2 separate regions of the Mus musculus genome follow, and region 2 is linked to region 1. A link is a contact called in public Hi-C data. All regions are on one chromosome and are shown on one strand. The core of a region is the stretch at or near the end of the contact, and the rest is flanking DNA. Distances in the headings are between cores, read along the strand shown. Region 1 overlaps Dcx (doublecortin). Region 2 has its middle 47 kb from the start of Gm33039.

What was found. A called contact is a pair of places that touch in the nucleus more often than the background predicts.
Region 2: a Hi-C map of the N1E-115 cell line shows a contact between it and region 1, with 9 times the contacts expected there. The contact joins two enhancer-like sites. A contact is called at or near these places in 4 of 484 Hi-C or Micro-C datasets (the N1E-115 cell line, cortical neurons, liver and 1 more).

What each region holds. Positions count from the first base shown.
Region 1 is chrX:143,893,709-143,899,807 of GRCm38.p6, reverse strand. All of the region lies in intron 3 of Dcx (doublecortin), which reads left to right. Among named protein-coding and RNA genes, the nearest start is that of Dcx, 36 kb to the left of the region's middle. Within about 2 kb of position 2,662, at least 5 of the 459 cell types and tissues checked have an H3K27ac peak or open chromatin away from gene starts, as enhancers often do. A contact at or near this core is called in the N1E-115 cell line, where this site is marked.
Region 2 is chrX:143,993,496-143,999,594 of GRCm38.p6, reverse strand. No RefSeq gene overlaps it. Among named protein-coding and RNA genes, the nearest start is that of Gm33039, 47 kb to the right of the region's middle. Within about 2 kb of position 2,839, at least 2 of the 459 cell types and tissues checked have an H3K27ac peak or open chromatin away from gene starts, as enhancers often do. A contact at or near this core is called in the N1E-115 cell line, where this site is marked.

The DNA.
Region 1 (6,099 bases), core at 1,413-3,912:
TAATAGATATGACTTGCTGTTTAGCAGTCATATCTCTTTAGCCATGTCATAAGTCTGTCATGGTACTCACAAGTAACTTCTTTGGGGCCATTTCCCTCAGTGTGGGTTTTCTAATGGTTTGTACTAAAATGGGTGAGTTTGAGGCTGAAAATGTTGCTTACTGGTAGAGCACATACTTATCGTATATGAGGCTGCATGTTTAATACCCTGAAATTGATTGACTCATTAATTAAACATATAAATCATACTTAGCATGTATGAGGCTGTGTGTCTAATACCCAGAAATCAAATTAACTTATTAATTAAACATATAAATTACCATGGACAGGGAAAGTTAATTGATTGTCTTCTTTTGAATTGAGATTATAAAAGGAAAGGGACAAGAGGTGTGTGTGTGTGTGTGTGTGTGTGTAATAAGAAGCTCACCCTAAAATTGATTGGTTTGATAGTTGCACAGATCTATGAGCTCATTAGAACAGACTGAGTTGTACACTTTAAGTGAACTGCACAGTAAATAAAATATATTCAATAAACCTCTTGTATATATGAATATGTGAGTTAAACTAGGAAATACAGATGAATTGAATGGCTAACTGAAGGGACTCTGGAGTCCCACATGGTAAGGGAGAAGAGATGATTTTATGAATAGGAAGGTAAAAACTGATACAAGTAAGGTATACATACTTAATTTTTAACCTTCCACAAACCCTCTTCTGTTATTTCAAAGCTAATTAACAATAATCCCAACTGGTGTCACGTATTTCCAAATTGAATTTTTTCCTTGGAAAAATAAACAGAAAATGCTTGAGTACAGTGAACAAAGAAAGCCAGACATCCTACAATAAAAAAACAGCATTGTTAATGAAAATTAGAATTAGACACTATCTGGGGGTTCTGGAAACTCTTCCATTTAGACGGGTCCACTTGAATCACTGTTGTTTTCCACAAAAAGCTACAGTATCTGAATTGCCTCTTGTCTCTTTAGTCTTATGTCCAAAGCCACTCTCTCCAAAGCCAGGGGTGAGTCTCTCTGTCTGTCCACAAGTAGCTTCCCATGAAGCCAATGAAACTTCACATAGTTAGCATGACACAATGGGAGCACCAACAGCAGGTTCAATTTGACAGGCATTTGAAATATGAAAATTGTAGAATTTAGGACCCCCCAACCCCATTTTTAATCATGAGCTAATATTAGTTGGTTATAGAAGTAGCATGCTTTCAACTGTGGCAGAAAGTATTTGCTCTCTCCATTTTGTAATTTGTACTGAGTCTGAAGGAAAACAGTAAATATTTAGCTACTACTACAAATTTAGCATTTGTATCTTGTGATGAATAAAAATCTCCAAGGAGTAAGTTATGATAGTTTGGCTGACCTGAATAAAGAAAGGCATGTCATTAAGGGACTTAGATGGAAGAAATAAGACATCAGGGGGTTAAAAGAATAAACAGAAAATTTCTGCTTGATTTTGCTCTAGGTTTTTCTTGTGTGCATGGCCAGTGATTTCTGGATGTAAAAACACAGATTGAGACTGGCTTTCACTGAGATCCACAGTAATAACAGTGATTGCCAGGAACCGCTGAGCATACTGTTATATAGCGCATTGTCCAAAATTTGTCACTTCTTTAGATTTTCCCTAATGCCAGAGACATGCAGGACAAAGGCAAACTATAGAAGACAAAGGGAGTAGGCATGTGGCAGAGTTATTACATATTGTGCTTCACAGAAAAGCATTGTCTCCCCTGAATGCCAACTGGAAATAGTCCAGCATTTGGCCAGTGACTGACCCTACATAAAATAAAGTCCCGATTTTCAAGAAACCATTGTGGAAGCTTCACTGCCTGAACTTGTCTTGCTTTTCAGAGGAGCATGCGTTATTTACAGGGCATAATGATATCCTGAAATACTCCCTTTTCTGCTAGGAAGAGATTGTTATCAACTCTTTAGATTTCACACCAGGGTCAGTCTCTCTTGGCTCAATTTCATAATGTCTGTAGACTTCAAATAACCAGGGAACATCTTGTCAGAAAAAGGCCAGATGGGCAGACAGGGAAGCAATCCAGCCCCTGAGGAAATTAAGTGTTCAACCTGTCCTGGTACATGAGCCAGACAGAAAGACAGACATACGTGTAGACAAACATTCAAGCTACCTCAGAGCTGGGGAATCCAGGGCAGGGGCTCACTGGGGGAGTTTGGGGAGCCAGCAATTCAAATTCCCATGCTGTAAGCTCACACAATGAAATCTGATAACCACCCTCCCTGTGCTCTGGAAATGAACTCAGCCCTCGCCTTGAACTGGGAGTTTGAGCCACAGAATCTGACAGTACAATTCTCCCTTTCTACACCTTCTGGGAGGAGAGGCAAAGTGAGACCTTGAGGACAGAGGAACGGATAAAGGATGCATGCTCTATTTCAGTATTCAAAAAAAAGGGGTGTTGACACTGCTTTTACATTTTATGTTCCTGAGCAATTCCTCTAGGTGTTATGCCATGAATAGATTTTAGAGTATAAAATTCCAGAGTCATCTTTTCATCCCCAACACTTACGGCAGTTTTGAATGTGCGGTAGTGCTAAACATTTCCTTGAAGAGCAGGCCTCACATCTGGCGGTAAGCGCCGCAGCCCTTATTGGATTTCTTGATTACTAGCCTTACTCTTTGACCCATGATCTGAACATTAGTCCACAGATGTCAGGGGAAGACACTTGGGGCTTACTGTTTAATTGCTTTGGTATTGAGGAGCCAGAGTATACTTCTAGATGATGAAACCCCAAACCAACTGACTTAGAGATGAACTGTCAGGAACCATTTGTCAAATTTAGACTGAATATATACAGATATAGATCTGAGGGCAAATGAAAGACACTATATTGATAGTATATTTGAAAACATGGGCTAGATTGTGAAGATTCATACAATGACATTATACTAATTATACATTGAATCAATAATTCTTGATCAGGAGTTATTTTTTTCAACCAATGAAATATCACAATGTTCTCAGTCATTATTGATTACCTTGACTGTGGGGGCATTACTGAAATACACTAGAGGCCTGTGATGCTGCTCAACACCCTACAGTGGTTTGTGCAGCCATCCACAGCACAAAGGTAGCTGAGCCAAGCTGTCGATGGTTGGGAAGCGTTGCAGTAAGCAAAGCAGCAAGATTCAAATTAAAATGACAAATATAAAAATTCCAAAAAACACCCCAGGATTAGAAAAATAAAATGCAGTAGTAACATCAGCAGATACGTCTAGATGGCAGAATTATGCATACTTTTTACCTTTTCTCTGGCTTACAAAGTTTCTAATATAATTAGGTTGCCTTTAAATAAAAAAAGTCACATGAGTAATATGTGAATGTATATCCTGATTATTAAGTGCTGCATATAAGATTGAAAATTTTCCCCATGTGTTCACTTCTCAGAGCTACCAGAATTGTGATATTGGCTTCTAAGAGATTAATCCACATATTTACACATATATTATGTGCAGCTTAATAGGAAGTATGAAGAATTTTTGCCAATTTTTAGTAGCTGCATTTTACCTGCCTCCTTTGATGTACTTGCAAAAGCATCCTAAAGTGGGTATGGGGATGCCAAATTGCTGGGCTATAAAAAGAGAATATTTAAAATTTTGTTAGCTAATTGCCTTTCAAATCACCCCCACAAACGTCATTTTCTGACACCCTCACCAGCACTAGATGCTCATCTGCCTTGTACACAATTTGCCAATCAGGTCGATTAAAAATAGGACCTTGTTTTTTGGTTTTCATTTACATTTTCTTGTCACTGTCAGAACTGAGATTCTCCTCATGTATTTTTTCAAACGTGGCTCTTCTATGAATAGTGGTACATGTTTTGCTTTAATTTGTATTGTAATCCATTTCTTAATATTACAAACCAAAAAAGGCAGGAGCAGGTTTGCAGAGAAAACGCAGAAGGCGGCCTACACCTAATCTCTCTGGGTAATTCCTGAGTTTATCTCAAACCAAAGTGACTCTTTCTTGCCATTACTAACACCCCAAACAAAGCAGCTATAGTATGAACCAAAATATGTAGGCCCTTTCCCGCCACTTTTGCCTGCTTCTCTGGACTTAGCCTTTGTTGGTCCAGCATCTCAATACAGAGCAGCCAGCAGTTACTGCCAGTCAGATTCGCTCCAGCCACATACAAATGTGTTATGTGGTAAAGCATAAAAGAGCATGAAAGGCAGCGTGTGAACTGGATGGTATCTGTGGCCCGTGCAAATGGCAATTAGGACCATTACATTTCACTTAATCTTCATTTCGAACATCTGTTGTCTAGCATGCATGAGAAAGCCAAAGATGGGGTTGGGCAATCGTGACCTTTACAAATAGTTTTATTCACTACGTTCACAGTATTAGGCATTAAGCTGAAAGAGATGTGGCACATGAAATATATAATATATAGTAAGTAGTGGCCAAAGAATAAAACTAGATGTAAAGCTTGTCCAGAACACTAGCAGGTACCTAGAGGTAAAGACAGGTATATCAGGAGTACAAAGTCATCTTTGGCTACATAATAAATACTAGGCAAAGTGGGCTATATTTAAAGCACTAATTTAAAGCTAGTGGGCTTGTAGGTTGTGTCTCTCATGGGAAAGCTTCAAAGAGTCAACCAAAACTTGTCTGAGATTGGGTATGTCTGAATTGGGCTATATCAAATCTCCCTTTTCTGGTCCCCACCATCCTTTCGGTTTATTCTGTCACACACACCTTCCTAGTCAGTGCCCTTGGAGCTCTATTGTCTGCCACAGAACTGTGGATTAGAAGTATTTCAGACCTCTCCAAATTTGCTAGCTATCCACCCCCTTCTTCTATCTACTTACATCCCCCATTTTGTCTGTGCTCTGTAGTGAAGATCAGAAGCGTCCATACTAAGTCCACAAGTGATGCTGGAGAAGGGCAGGGCTTCCTACATTTTAGCTGGAGCATAAACAGGTTAGGTTATTCCCTGACTGTGTATTCCTATGCAGATACTCTGCCTTCCTAACCAAGCAAGAGTCCCATTGGGAGGTAGATGAGTAGGCAAATGGTACTCTTATTTGTGAGTACCAAACACCTCACTTTGATAACCTTACTGGTTTTAGCTTTACATGTGTGATCGAGTTTGGTCACATATCAGTTTTCACCAACTATCTGTCAACAGCATGGGAGCACAGAACATATCATGTTTGTTCTTCAGCAAATCCCCTTAACTTACCACAAATGTCTCTCACATGCCAACAGCTAACTAGCATTTGGTTAATGAATAATTTCAGTAAATCTCTGTGGTCCCGAGGTTCTGGGAACAGAGGAAAGCTAGACACTCAGGCAGGAAAATTGTGAAAATGTATTGTGAGGAGTGAAGTGACTTACCATCTCTACCCTCACCACAAAGAACACATCTCATTCTGGGATGCCACACTCCAGCTTTGAGTAAGGCTGTCCTCAGACACAATCCTTGCTCAGCTCAGTGCTGCTACCTAGGATGCTTGAGAATGACTGAAGATGAAAGCTTCCTTTAACAGTTTACTATGTCCCTAGTATTTCAAATCTACTATTTTCCATAGGACAGACATCCATTCACAGGTACAAATCCATCTTTCTCCTTGGAGCCTAAGTAAACTGTACAAGCAACTTGTCAAGTTGGAATGGTAAGGGATGTGAATTACTTGGGAAGCACATTTTTATTACATTTGAAACTCTGACATACATTTTTGGGGGTGTCATAACTGTCCTGTGAATCTGCCAGGTCATTAATCCTCTGACCATCAATGAGAGATGGAAGGTGACATTGGTGGGGGAGGAAGGACAAGGGCTATGAAGCAAAGCTGGAAATGGAACAGAGTTAGTGTTCTTAAGGAACTTGACTAAAGCTGAAGTGATTATTCTTTTGTAACTCTTTCAAAAACAATCATCTATTTTCACTTATTTTTTCCAACCTTGATCTCCACCTCCATCATAGTTCTTCTACGGGTTTCTTAATTCTTCAGTCCCCCCCCCCCCCCACCGGAGCTCGTGTCTCTAGCTGCATATGTATCACAAGATGGCCTAGTCGGCATCAGTGGAAAGAGAGGCCCATTGGTCGTGCAAACTTTA
Region 2 (6,099 bases), core at 1,590-4,089, 100 kb before region 1:
AGAATTCTCACCCGAGGAATACCGAATGGCTGAGAAACACCTGAAAAAATGTTCAAAATCCTTAATTATCAGAGAAATGCAAATCAAAGCAACACTGAGATTCTATCTCACACCAGTCAGAATGGCTAAGATCAAAAATTCAGGTGACAGCAGATGCTGGCGAGGATGTGGAGAAAGAGGAATACTCTTCCATTGTTGGTGGGATTGCAAGCTTGTACAACCACTCTGGAAATCAGTCTGGTGGTTCCTCAGAAAATTGGACATAGTACTACCGGAGGATCCAGCAATACCTCTCCTGGGCATATATCCAGAAGATGTTTCAACCGGTAAGAAGGACACATGCTCCACTATGTTCATAGCAGCCTTATTTTTAATAGCCAGAAGCTGGAAAGAACCCAGATGCCCCTCAACAGAGGAATGGATACAAAAAATGTGGTAAATTTACACAATGGAGTACTACTCAGCTATTAAAAAGAATGAATTTATGAAATTCCTAGGTAAATAGTTGGACCTGGAGGGCATCATCCTGAGTGAGGTAACACAATCACAAAAGAACTTAAATGATATGTACTCACTGATAAGTGGATATTAGGCCAGAAACTTAGTATAGCGAGATATAAGGTACAATTTGCAAAACACATGAAATTGAAGAAGAACGAAGACCAACGTGTGGACACTTTGCCCCTTCTTACAATTGGAAACAATCACCCATGGAAGGAGTTACAGAGACAGTTTGGAGCTGAGACAAAAGGATGGACCATCTAGAGACTGCGATATCCAGGGATCCATCCCATAATTAGCCTCCAAACAATGACACCATAGCATACACTAGCAAGCGTTTGATGCAAGGACCCTGATATAGCTGTCTCTTGTGAGACTATGCCGGTGCCTAGCAAACACAGAAGTGGAGGCTCACAGTCAGCTATTGGATGGATCACAGGGCTCCCAATGGAGTAGCTAGAGAAAGTACCCAAGGAGCTAAAGGGAACTGCAACCCTATAGGTGGAACAACATTATGAACTAACCAGTATCCCGGAGCTCTTGACTCTAGCTGCATATGTATCAAAAGATGGCCTAGTCGGCCATCACTGGATGGCCGACTAGGCCATCTAGAGGCCCATTGGACATGCAAACTTTATATGCCCCAGTACAGGGGAATGCCAGGGCCAAAAAATGGGAATGGGTGGGTAGGGGAGTGAGGGGGGTGTCGGGGACTTTTGGGATAGCATTGAAAATGTAATTGAGGAAAATACGTAATAATATATATAAAGAATTCTCCATGCTGATTTCTAGAGTGACCCCTCCAGTCTGCAATCCCAACAAGATGTTCGGATTCCCTTTACTTGAGATCTCCCACCCCAACCCTCTATTTTTGGTTGTTTGGGTGAGTTTTGCCATTTTAACTGGGCTAAGACAGAAGGAATATTAATTTTGTCTTGAGGTATATTTTTCTAATTACTGTGGAAAATGAACATTTTTTGAGTTATTCTTAGACATTTTTTTTATCACTTGACATCTCTGCTCCTGGCCAACTTTTTATTTTATTTTATTTTATTTTATTTTATTTTATTTTATTTTATTTTATTTTGGTTTTCAGATTATAATTACAGTATTTGTCTCTTACCTTTCCTCCCTACAAACCCTCCTATACCCCTCCTGTCTATTCCCTAAATTCAAAGACACAATTTTTAAATTGTTAGTTAGGTCTTTTGCTGTTCCTTTAAAAAGTTCTTTACATATTCTCTATATTAATCCTCTGTCTGAAAAAATAAATGGCAGAGAATCTCTCTACCAGATGCAAAAGAATACACAGCAGATAACTCAGTTTTAATGAAGTAAAAAGGAAAGCAAAACTGATCTATGCTTGATGATTGAGATGGTGGTAAATTTTTAGGGGAGGTTAAAGTGGTCTTCTTTTGTTCACCATTACATTTATGAAATTGATTATGTGTGTATTAACGGAATAGTGATTGAAAAAGGCATGAGGGGTGATGTTCTGGGTGGTAGTTGTGCTCCGTTTATGAAAACTTATTGCTCGTATGAGTGTATTCCTTTCTATACAAACGTTGTATTTCAGTACAAATTTAAAATGGGATACAGCTGCATATGTTGGTCCACATTTCTACTCAGTACTCAGGAGGCAAAGACAAGTCGACATCTATGAGTTCAGGGTCAGCCTGATATACATAGCAATCTCAAAATCACTCAGGACTACATAGAGTCTCTCTGTGTCTCTCTGTCTCTATCTGTCTGTCTCTCTCTCACATATACTCACACAACACACCATGATGAACATATGATAGATGACATGTGTATATGTTTATATACATATATATTTAGATTATCTTTGTTTGCTTTTATATTTAATAAAAATTATTAGCTGTGCATTATTTTGTATCTGGCTCTTTTTGCTCAACCTTGTACTCACGAAGACTATTCATAGTGTTACATGTAGTTGTAGATAATTCGTGTCACTGAGGAATATTCACTTTGGGCCTCTTGAAAATTATTATACTATTAGATTTTATTTCTCACTTTAAAAGTAATGCGTGTAATAATGTAACAAAGTGCAAGTGATCATTGGTGTCCTTGTCTGAGGCAGACTTTAGAACAAAAGGATTTTTGGGGGGCCACAAGATGGCAGCATTAGCTACTGTTTTAGTTTGCCTTCTCTTGCTGTGATAAACGCGGTGACTTTAAACCATGTTTATTTGATTTACACAATTAAAGGTTTGTTTGACTTACACAGTTCCAGGTCACAGTCCATCACTGAGTGAAGTACGGGCAGGAACTCAAGTAGAAACTGAATCAGAAACCTTGAAGAAATGGTGAATCCTGGCACACTCCTAGTAGCTTTTGCATGGTGAGCTTTCTTACACAGCCATGAACCACATGCTCAGGGGGAAAGCTGACTGTACGATGGACCCTCCTTCATCAGTTAGAAATCAAGAAAGCACTGCAAAGTCATGCCCACAGTCCAATCTGAAAGAAGCAATCCACCAACTGAAGCTTTCTCGTGTAACTCTGGTCTGTGTCAAGTTGACAACTAAAGCTGTCTAAGAGATTGCATAGAAACCAAATTCCAAGGTGTTTCAGAAGAACAAAATGAAACAAAGCAACAAACAAATGAAAGAAAACAAACAAACAAAACAAAAGACCCCAAGACATCTTAAATACTGAATATTTATTATATTATCTTAGAAAAGAACTTAGCGTGGTTTATAGCTAGAACTCTCTAAATTTTCAAGTGGAAAAAAATAATGTTGGAAAATGAGGATTTGCCTGAGAATTCATTGGCAGTTACAAGACAACCTTGGATGACAAGTCAGGTTCCTGAACTATCAGCTTGTTCTTTCATATATATATATTTTTTAAATCCTCTCCTTTGCCACTCCAGTTCCAACCTCTCCTGGCTTGGAGAAGGGCATTTCCCAGTAGTAAATGTTCCTCCTTAGTCCTAGCAAAGGGAAATCTCAAATGGAATAGAAAATGCATAGAGTTAGCAGGATTGACAAGCTGCAGAATGACATTTCCTTATATGGGCTTCTATACATATCACATGGCCAACTGTGTTGGAGCTGGCTGAGATTTCTTCTTATGTGACAGACAAGCCAGGTTTCACCGCTCTCTAATACATACTTGCTTCCCCTCCCAGTATCACCGTCTTTTCTTGTTTATAACCTCGTACACCTTGCTATCCATCTCTCTGTCTCTCTGTCTCTCTGTCTCTCTGTCTCTCTGTCTCTTCTTCTTCTTCTTCTTCTTCTTCTTCTTCTTCTTCTTCTTCTTCTTCTTCTTCTTCTTCCTCCTCTTCCTCCTCCTCCTCTTCCTCATCCTCCTCCTCCTCCTCCTCCTCTCTGTTCCACTCTCCTTGTTCATTTATTCTCTTCTCAGGCAAGCAGCAGTGAAGACCATTATTTAAAACTTGAGGACCTTCTGTGCTTAAGCACAGTACAGGATCACAAGAGAGACTATGGAGGGTCTTGGTGAGGTGAGGGAGCCAAACAGACTTCTATTCCATCTTCTCTGTTATATTTCTAAACGATGGTGTGAGGAAACTCTGGAGAGGCAATGAGAGCTCTGATATTTATATGACCTGACCTGAGAGAAGTAAACAGACAATTAAGCATTGGGGAGATGTATAGCAGTCATTGCTTTTAATAGCATAAATGAAATAAGCCACCAAGTCCTGCATTGCTTAGTTCTATAACCCTGAATAGGAGCAAGAAGGAAATGGAGGACAAGCACACAGACAACACACATAAAAGTTGGATTCACAGGAGGCCTTTTCAGACTCTGACTAGGCTGTAGCAACAGCCCCATTAACTGACAAAACTCATTGGGACTCAAACTGCAAAACTCCTTGCAGCCCAAATTAACATTAGAGGGCTTATAAGGGGAGGCAACTTGTCTAATATCCAAAACCTTGTCTCTTCAAAAGAGCTACCCATTATTTCTTGGCCTTATTTATTGTCTATCAGTGACCACCATCACTTCTGACAACCAAGAAGAACACAGGACTGTCACTGACTCCAGACTCCAGCTGCCTTTACCTTGATCCATTGTCCTGCTTCTTGTCACCAACCAAGTGTAAAAGGACACAGACACAAAAGCTTATCAGAAGGAAACCAGAACTCATAGTGACTGAGAGAAACATTTGGTTGATTTATGTTTCTGGAAAAAAAAAAAAAACAGAGCATGCACTGTTTTAACCCTTACAGCTGAAAATGACTCTTTCTTCTTCCTTTCCTCCCTCTATCCCCTCCCACCCCTCCCACCCCTCCATGATACATGGTCACATGTGCCTCACCCAGTAGCCAAAATAACCTTGAAGCTATGAGCACCTTGCCTTCATATCCTACGTGCTGGGATTATAGGTTATACAAACCCAGGCCTGGTCATATGTGGTGCTGGTGACAGAACCCAGGGTTTCTTGCATCCTAAGCAAGTACTCTACTAAAGCCACATTATCCGGCCTTTGGAAAATATGTTCATCTTGTGTTTTTGTTTTCATGTTAGGAAGTAAGAGAAGCTACAGAACATGTTCAGGGCAGAAGTCTTCGTTCATGTAGCTTATCATTTTGCTTGTCAAGGATCATATTTCAAGATAAGAGTGATAGGGGCAGTCCAGTCCTTCAGTTGACAAGTGAGAGTGGAAAGCCTGTGGGAAAAAGTATGTCTGAATGGTTCTGAGAGTCACAGGGTTGGGAGAGTATAGCTCCAGCTTCTTTGTGAGTTTCTATCTTCTAAATATGGGAAGGAAAATAATGTTACTTAATTTGAAAGTCCTGAAGAGTAGAAATAGATGGCACAGAGTTACCCCGTTCATCTATTTCTCAAAGTACTCACAAGAACTGCTCTGACAAAGTAAACGATTGAAGCAATTTTCTGAATCATTTGAGCTAAAACCCCATTGCATAGCCATAGCCTTTAAATATATGTGGTGTGGCTATAAAGCGATGTGACCAGTTTCCACAAACCACACAAGAAAACTGGGCATGCTATTATATATTCATACTGAGTGCTCTGAATTTTCCATGAGTACAGGGGACAGGAAATCCAGAAATAACCCCCAAACTTGTTTTGAAACTAATTTCTACCTCCACCTTCAACAAACCTTTTGCAATGCGCCAGTAAAAAGAAACCAAATGCACTTACCCATGCCACCACGTTTCTTCTTATCTCTTCTCTTGTGCCTGTTTATTTCATCATCCAGTCTACTAATCCCAAGAAAAATTATGAAATAAAAAGTCAAACAAAAAGGGGTACTATAAAGAGATGACAAATGAAACATGGTCTACTCGTGGAGTAAGAGAAAGAAATAACAGACCACTGGTCATGATGACTCTGCTATGAGATGAAGTCAAGTTTGTCAATTTCTCTCCTTATTTAAGATGTAACAGCTTTGCTCCTCAATGTGTTGTCCAGGCCCCAGCAGCATGACCTTGTGTGTGTGTGTGTGTGTGTGTGTGTGTGTGTGTGTGTGAGACAGATGTAGGATCTGAGGGCATCATGCCATACCTTAGTGAAAGATGTCATAACTGTAAATGTACACAGGAGAAAAGTTGAATGTGATAGCATAGTCATTATTTGCATGTG